Regions from separate parts of the Manis pentadactyla genome. Here region 1 is linked to region 2. The links are chromatin contacts, called in public Hi-C maps. All regions are on one chromosome and are shown on one strand. Each heading gives the region's core, a stretch centred on a gene start, on an enhancer-like site or on the middle of the called end of the contact. The rest is flanking DNA. Distances are from core to core; before and after follow the strand shown.

The links. A called contact is a pair of places that touch in the nucleus more often than the background predicts.
Region 1: a Hi-C map of skin fibroblasts shows a contact between it and region 2, with 5 times the contacts expected there. The contact joins the promoter of LOC118918526 here to the promoter of LSM5 in region 2. A contact is called at or near these places in 3 of 3 Hi-C or Micro-C datasets (blood, fibroblasts and skin fibroblasts).

What each region holds. Positions count from the first base shown.
Region 1 is chr7:105,349,893-105,354,029 of mManPen7.hap1, reverse strand. LOC118918526 (retinitis pigmentosa 9 protein) reads left to right here and starts at 1,649. Exons shown (of 6, transcript XM_036897461.2): 1 at 1,649-1,949. The coding sequence starts at 1,798.
Region 2 is chr7:105,172,536-105,177,148 of mManPen7.hap1, reverse strand. It overlaps LSM5 (LSM5 homolog, U6 small nuclear RNA and mRNA degradation associated), which reads left to right and starts at 1,412. Exons shown (of 5, transcript XM_036897511.2): 1 at 1,412-1,539; 2 at 2,691-2,786; 3 at 3,072-3,099; 4 at 3,795-3,867; 5 at 4,279-4,538. The coding sequence starts at 1,494. The coding sequence ends at 4,311.

The sequences.
Region 1 (4,137 bases), core at 400-2,899, 180 kb before region 2:
GAATAAAAATGGGGCAGGGGGAGTGAGAAAGTAAGAAGAGAAAAATAGTGAATCAGTGAGAATAGAGGACTAAGATAAAAAAAAGAATGTGACACAATTAGAAGGACATAAAAACACCCGAAAGTTCTAAGGACAGGATAGAGGTGTGGAGCAGCATGCAGGAGGGAAAGGGGATCTGAAAAAGGATTGGTCTGAATGAAAATCAGAAAACCTGGTTCTGTCCTATCCCCCTCTATACAGGAAGTTGAAATGTTACGAGGGAAAAATCAAACAAGCAGGGCTGTAAAGAAATAATTCCTCTTTTCATTGAGCCTGAAATAAAAGAGGATTCATGAGTCAGATCTTCCAAAAGCAGTAAACCCCAGAGGCTAAGGCAGGTAAGCTGTTAACTTTAGCTTGGTACCCACTGAGCTGGGATAAAGACCAGCATTAAGAAAAACATCCCCTGAAAAGTCCACCTAAGTGGACTGCAGGCAAATGTGAAGGAGAAATTTGTTTCCAGCAGTGTTCCCTCTCCTTACGTCTCCAAGAAGTTCCAAGAAATTCTCCCATCCCCAGTACTGACAGCACACCTGGAGTCACCACGTGGTTTGATGAAAAATCCTGTCCACCATCTTCCTTATGTAACATTTAAGTTGCATTTTGTTTCCCATCACATCTTCCTGTAACTATAGTCTTAGTCTTGTCCAGATGAGGATGTTCTGCACGGTATTCAGGCCATTTACTGGCCCAGTTAATTTACATTAATAGCTGAATTGATTCACACACCAGTTCTTCCTTCAGAGGGAAACCCAATTTCCAAGTTCTGGGACATGTCAGTGTAACATTGTATGTCTGTTCATAGCCTTTTGTATGTATGCGTATTTGCATTTTCTCTAATATGAAAGAGCTCTTCATATATGTTAGGTATTAACCATACTGAATGCCACATTTGAGGGAAATAGTCCATATGCTGTTACTTTTGCTTCCTCTGTGGTTTCTTCCATTACGTTAAAGCTAAAACAAGTATCATAACTTCACATATCAAATACGGTTTCAAAATATAACCCAGCTCAGAACCTAAGACTTTTCCATCTGGCTCCACAACTTAACACTTCTGCATCCTTGGGCACGTCTCAATTCTCTCGACTTCCTCAAAATAAAGGTAATATATAAGCATGGTAACAGCACGTCTTAGGTTTTAATACTAACTCTTAAGCGCTTAGACAATGACAGCACATAAAAAGTGGTCAATATATATTAGCTTTAATTTTCATTTCCAGCACCCAAGATGTGTCTAAATAAACCATCAACTGTCTTAACCATGCTTCGCATGCTCTGGAAAACGGGGAGTCTCTATGGAGTCTTGCTTTCTTGCAAATTGAATGAATCCAGTACATGTAACGAGCAGCTCTCGTGTGCCTGGCCACTGGGCAAGACAGTGATGACCTGCACAGGTTCGTGGCCTCCAGGGGTGGAGGCCGCAAGGGTAGGCGGCCCTGGCCCGCAGAGGAGCCCCAGGCTCCCCCCCCCGCATCCTCAGTCCCCGGCCGTCGCCAGGGGGCGCGCTCCGACCTCCGGCACCAGGCGGTCTGGCGGCGAGGGCCTGGGTGCTCCCAGCTCGGCCTTGGGGCCGCGTGGCGGGGAGGCGGCCCAGCCAGTGTGTGGGGAGGCGGGGGACAAGCAGCCTTGGCGGGGACACCGGCCCCCTGCCCGGGCGGCCGCGGAGCGAAGGCGGGAGGGGGCGCTGCGGGCCGAGCGGGCGCGGCGCGGAGGAAGGGCCGTCTTGCCGCCGCCTCGGCTGCGCCAGGGGCCGCAATGTCGTCCCGGCCGCGGCGTGACGACGCGGGGGCCGCGGGCGCACGGCGGCAGCGGGAGCCGCCGGAGCAGGAGCTGCAGCAGCGCCGGGAGCAGAAGCGGCGACGGCACGACGCGCAGCAGCTGCAGCAGCTCCAGCACCTGGAGTCCTTGTGAGTACCCGCCCGCCCTGCGGCCTTCCGCCGGGAACGGACATCGCCCGGGCGCCGTGGGGGCGCGCCAGGCCGGGCCCTCGGAGACTCGCGAGCGGGCACGCGGGCCGGTCGTCTGCGGGGCGGCGCAGACACCGGGCTCCCGGCGCCCCTCGGCGGAGAAGGAAGGTCCGTTGCCCGGGCGCCCGGGCGCGGCCTCGCGGCGGGAAGAGCAGGCCCCGCCCCCGTCGCTCGTGCCCGCGGCGGGGGACGCGGGTGGGGGGCCCGGCCTGAGCGCGGAGGCGGCGGGGGTCTCCCTGACCCCGCGGCGTACGTGCCGGCTTGGGCGCCGGGGATCGGGCGCTCGGACCGGATCCGGGGACTGGATCCGTGAGGCGGGACCTGAGCGCTCTGCTCGCTGTCCTTTCGGGTTTTTCAGTTCCAAGGACGCACTAGGGGCTGGGTAACCTCCCCATTCTCTTCCTCCCCCGCTGTTACGGGAAGAGGAAAAACCCAGCCCTGTAACGTTAGCGTGGTGAGCAGGGGAGAACCAGAGAATGGGGTGAGGGGATGGTCGGGTGGGAGCCGCACGGAGGCCAGTATCACTCAAGAAGAGTTAGGGCGAGAGTCGTTCACTCTTGCTGGTCAGCACGGCCTGACCCAGAGGCACTGCTGCCCCAGCCCCAGGGGTTCAAGAAGAGTCCCGATAACCACTGAGAGAAGGGCAGGTTGCAAGGGAGGTTTAAACATCAGGTGGGCGTTTGGAATAATGAACTGTTCTTTTCTGTGATTCTGTCATCCTGTAATTAGCTTTAGAAGGCAAACTTTTCTGTTTGGTGTTCACTGAGTTATTCCATAAATAGTTTCTGTTTCAGATTTTTTTATTTTAAATTAACTTGTATTCATCCTGTTATACACTTTTAAAACTCAAATATTACTAAAAATACTACAAAAATTGGTGGCCTGTCCAGTTGAGCCCCCACCCCCATCCCACTCATGCACAACCTTTCCACACCCCCAACAAGGCCAAGGCTTCCATGTGCAAACTCTTTCAGTTTTTAGTTCTTGGGTTTAACTGCATATTTGTAAATTTTATGCTTATACTACTTTCTTTGATGTAACCATTTTAGACTTTGTCTATTAACTTCTTGTAGTAGTAGATAATGATTTAGTTCTCCTGGCTGATCTTATTTCCATCCTTCAATAGCTCTATTATAGTAATTTTGTTAAATCAATTTTCATATTAATATTATAACTATGCTATATTGTTTACTTTTGAGCCAAATAGTGTTTTATGATTTTTTTTTGCTCTCTAGTATAACTTTCAAGTATTTAGTAAGAGCGTCAATTTTGCATTTGCTTCATTTTCTATTATCAACTTCTGTTTTTTCCCTGAAGCCTCCAAAAGCTGAAGTACTTCTTCCACATGTTCCTATAATCATATCATTAATAGGCTTATTGTTATTTAGAATATTCCATCTGTTGTCTTCAAATAGTCATTGGTTACTTTCCAGATCTGGTGTATAACAATTGCTCTGGGACTTCCTTTACCACTCTTCTGCCTTGAAACCTATTCCTGAATTCCATGTGCTCCTTGTTTTGTCTTTACTCCCATGTTTTTCTCAAGCACATTTTGTATCTTCCTGTGAAAGTGTCTACCAGAGGTTAATTTTAAGAAACTTCCCTTTATTGCTGTCATCTTGAAGTTTCCTGATAATATAAGTCTTTTCTGATATGTTATGGGTACATTAAATGTGTATGTGGATCTACATTTTAACTTCTTCCCCTCCTTTTTGCTTTTTCTTTCTGCTAGATACCTGTTGATCCTTTCTTTTCTTTCCTACTGTCCATCTCTTCGGCTTTTCATTTTACTTTGTAGATTTATCTTTAACTTCTTGTACTGCACATATTAAAATTCTGCTATCATATTTCTAAATTCAAGAACTCTTTCTTACTCTGAAAATTCTTTGAGGCTATTCATTAATGTTTCTTTTTGTTTTCTTTTGCTCCCTCCATTGCCTCTGTGTTTTGTTTGCCTTTTCTTTTGATCCCTATCTTCCATTAAGAGTTTTTCTCCTAATGTCTGGGTGTCTGGGCCTCTACTCATATTTAAGAGTGAAGCATTATAAAGCTCTTTTCATGAGAGTCTGTGTGTGCAAGAGGGAAAAGATGCTCATTTTGTTGACTGGATAGCACCATTGTAGGGAGG
Region 2 (4,613 bases), core at 163-2,662:
CTTAAATTCCCACGCTAGAAAAATTTTTTTTAAATGTTGGTTGTGGGTTTTTAGTCCGCTGGACTTTAAAAACAGTAATTCCTTAAGAAAATGAATGGCTTTTACGAAATTGCAACACAATGAATTTGTGGTGGGAAAATCGAATTGATTTATACTGGTTTTAAGAAAGATCTTGGTTTGAAGTGAGATGCAACCTTATAGTGGAAAATGAGACAACTCAAAGGTTTCCGTATTTTGAGAAGCCTTCCGGGTTAGAAGAAGAATTTATTAACAAGGCAGGATATATATATATTTGGTATCGTTAATGTACAATTACTTGACCAACATTATGGTTACTAGACTCCCCCTATTATCAAGTCCCCCCCCACATACCCCATTACAGTCACTGTCCATCAGTGTAGTAAGATGCTATAGAATCATTACTTGTCTTCTCTGTATGTTCTGCCTTTCCCGTGTCCCCCCACCCCCCTACATTATGTGTGCTAATTGTAATGCCCCTTTTCTCCGCTTATCCCTCCCCTCCCACCCACCCTCCCCAGTCCCTTTCCCTTTGGTAACTGTTAGTCCATTCTTGGGTTCTGTGAATCTGCTGCTGTTTTGTCCCTTCAGTTTTTTCTTTGTTCTTATACTCCACAGATGAGTGAAATAATTTGGTACTTGTCTTTCTCCACCTGGCTTATTTCACTGAGCATAATACCCTCTAGTTCCATCCATGTTGTTGCAAATGGTAGGATTTGTTTTCTTCTTATGGCTGAATAATATTCCATTGTGTATATGTACCACATCTTCTTTATCCATTCATCTACTACTGGACACTCAGGTTGCTTCCATTTCTTGGCTATTGTAAATAGTGCAGCAATAAACATAGGGGTGCACATGTCTTTTTCAAACTGGGCTGCTGCATTCTTAGGGTAAATTCCTAGGAGTGGAATTCCTGGGTCAAATGGTATTTCTATTTTGAGTTTTTTGAGGAACCTCCATACTTCTTTCCACAATGGTTGAACTAATTTACATTCCCACCAGCAGTGAAGGAGGGTTCCCCTTTCTCCACATCCTCGCCAGCATTTGTTGTTTGTCTTTTGGATGTTGGCCATCCTAACTGGTGTGAGGTGATATCTCATTGTGGTTTTAATTTGCATTTCTCTGATGATTAGCGATGTGGAGCATCTTTTCATGTGCCTGTTGGCCATTTGAATTTCTTCTTTGGAGAAGTGTCTATTCAGCTCTTCAAGGCAGGATATTTTTAACGTCTCCCAGAAACTTTGAGGGGAAAGTGGGTATCTGTCAGGCCCGCAGAATGTTCAATGGCCTGTTACTTTTCCCGGGTTCACAGTGCCCGGGAAATTACTTGGCAAGACCCACGTGGACTGGACCGATCGCACACTCGGCCTCAGATTGGTCGAGCCTGTCCGCGCTGCGGAAAAAAGCGGAAGCGCGCTCTTTCAAACTCACCGCCCCTCTGTGGATGGAAGCAGGCCATTTCCGGCGTAGCCATGGCGGCTAACGCGACCACAAACCCGTCGCAGCTACTACCTCTTGGTAACTCCCGTCCTGTGGGGAGCGGGGCGGGAGGGAGCTGGAGCTTATGGTTGGGGGTTTAGGGGCTGCGGCCGAGGCAGCCCCTGGCCGAGTGTTAGGGAAGCGTAACCGGCCAGCTGCTTTCTCCTTCCGCGGCGTGTCTCCAGGCCCCAAGTCTCTGCGGCCGTGGGCCGCCCATGTCTCTTCAGCGTGGTAAGGCTCCTTGAGGGAGAGACTTGTGACTCCCCAAACCAAGTCGTCACGGAAACGGTCTATAATTTATGAATGCGTGGTCGGCCTTCGTTGTTGTGCGCTCGCCTACCACGTTCACGGGTAGCAGTCCCAGTCCTCAACTTGGCATTTTTTTAAGTTCCCCAGATTACACCCTGTTCTGTATCCGGCCGGTTATTAAGAGAAGCAGTGCAGTGTAGAATGACCCTTAAAAGAAGGATCTGGAAACCAGTTCCGTTTGCCTTTCTTTAACCAAAGAGTTGTTGAGCGTCTGTGTACCAGACAGTGGCTTGGCAGTATTCACATTTAAATCACGGCCATTGCCTTAAAATAATAACACGAACCAGTGAAGTACATAGAATACTGGACAAATAACATAACAAATAATGCTAAGCCGGCTAGAGATGTTCAAGCTGCTGTCAAAGCAGAGGTACTAACAGGAAGGAATATCTGATGAAGGCAATTATGCCTCTCTTCCTAATTCGTAGCTGAAGAGTGAGTTAGCTGATGTGTCAGTGATTGAAGGTTTTCATTCCTTCATTTATTTGACATACTCTTTTTGAATTCCTAGTGTGTGCCAGGGACTGTCCATTGGGGATACAGTAATGTGCAAAAAACAACCAGGTCTCAGCTCTCTTGGAGTTTAGATTTTAAAGGAGGAGTTCATATGTTAATCAGACAAATATAAAACCACAAAGACCATAAATTTCTACAAAGGATAGGTAAGTGGCAAACAGGGGAAACTTCTGTTAATGATTGAACAGAGAAATGTTTAAGCTCTATAAAGTTTTTTGAATGAACACTTCTCTTAGTTTATCTTTTACCATATGCAAGTAACAAGTGCTAGTAGGCGCTCAAATAATTGTTGAAGTAAATGAATGGGTAAAATAATCTTTTCCCTCTCCCCCACTTTTTTTCCTTTAAAAAAAATATATCCATAGAGCTTGTGGACAAATGTATAGGATCGAGAATTCACATTGTGATGAAGAGTGATAAGGAAATTGTTGGCACGCTTCTAGGATTTGACGACTTTGTCAGTATCCTTTTAAAAGGTGGTGATGGTATGGGTTTTTCTTCTGTTATTTAAGAACAGAAGAACTATAGATAATCAGTATTTAGTAATTATTATAATAAGAATTAATTTATTCTCAGGGAACATGTGATAGCATTTTAAGAGGTGTGTGTACTAAAAAAAGTTCCTACCAACTACAAATATTATGAATTTGAGACATTGTTTTGAGTGTTATAATTAAACCTGAATAAAGGCAGAAGCCAGAGTAAATTCAACCTGTTATGTTTGTTTTCTTAACGCCTTATTTCAGATATGGTACTGGAGGATGTCACTGAGTTGTGAGTAGTGTTAAAAATTAAAGAATTGGGAAATCTCTTTAATTTAAAGCAATTTCAGCATTAATGTGTCTAAAATGATTTATGAGGAAACATTGGAATTACCTTTAATAAATTTTATTTACTAATACCAGTAAAATTTCAGAGGATTATTACCATATTACTGTAATGTAATTACTACTAAATTGCTAGGAAATTAGTGGAGACAGCAATTTAAGGTAGAACATACTAAAAACAGCCAGGAACCTTAGGGCTCAGGTCAAATCAGGTAACTGATAATAAGAGTGTTTTAACAGCATAATAAAATGTAAATGATGGCTCCATTGTATTAGTTATAAAGATCATGACCAGCATTTCGGCTTTCAAAATTGAATTGAGTAAAGATTGATAGATTGATTTAACAGAAAGGAATTGGTAGTAAGCAATTGTAAAAATTGAGCTAGTAAACATTTAATTTCATATTTGATCTTGTGAGCAAGTTTCAGCTTTTATAGAGATAAGTCCTAGTGGATGTGAATCTTAGGTTAATCAGTTCAGGAAGAATGTACATCACCTAGTGGATATCCCTTGTGTTTGAGAACTGATAAAATTGTCTGACCTCACATTGATTTATGTACAAGAATAATCTTGTTTAGGGATCAGAATGGTGGCTTTGATTATTATTATTTATCCTGACTCTGTTGTATCTATTCATCTAGTGAAATCACACCGGAAGGAAGAAGGATTACTAAATTAGATCAGATTTTGCTTAATGGAAATAATATAACAATGGTAAGACACAATAAAGCTATTTTATTTGGATGTTAGCTCATATTTGTGGGGCAGGGATCACAGAAGTAACTAGAACTAACTTGCTCAACTAAATGTTCATGGCCCAGTTGTGCTTAAGATGGAAAAGGGATGCTCTGGTGATCAGGGCCCCAAAACTGAACTCTTGAAGGTAACATTAGGTCCAAAGATTATTTTGCTTGGGCTTTTTAGTCTTTTATTTTGTCAAGAATCATTGTTGACACACTAAGTATTAATTGATGATGCTGGAAATTATAAACAGATAGCAATGACCTGGAGAAAACGGGAATGTGAGGAAGGGGCAAAAGTGGCTTTGGTTCATGAGGAGCTCTTAGTAGGGGTTTTTAGATGATGTGATGGTGTTATTAATAAACTCTTTTTCCTCCTATGCAGCTTGTTCCTGGAGGAGAAGGACCTGAAGTATGAATGGATTTCCTTTTCTTATGCTAGATTATGTTTTGTATTATAATGACAAGAAAATAGGAATTTTTTCCAACCTTTTAGTATTTGGATTCTGTAAAGCTAAGTTTCCCGTTAAAGGGAAATGCTTTGAAAATGCATTGTAAATGCCCGTTTTTGTAAGTTAATCATGATTATCTCAGAAAAAGAACAGTTTGTTCTTTGAAGACAAAAATAAAAGTGTTTTTGGTTAACTGTCAGTTTATTTATTATAACATAATAGCCAGTAGAACAAAGATTGTAATTATGATTGTCACTTGCTTTCCTGT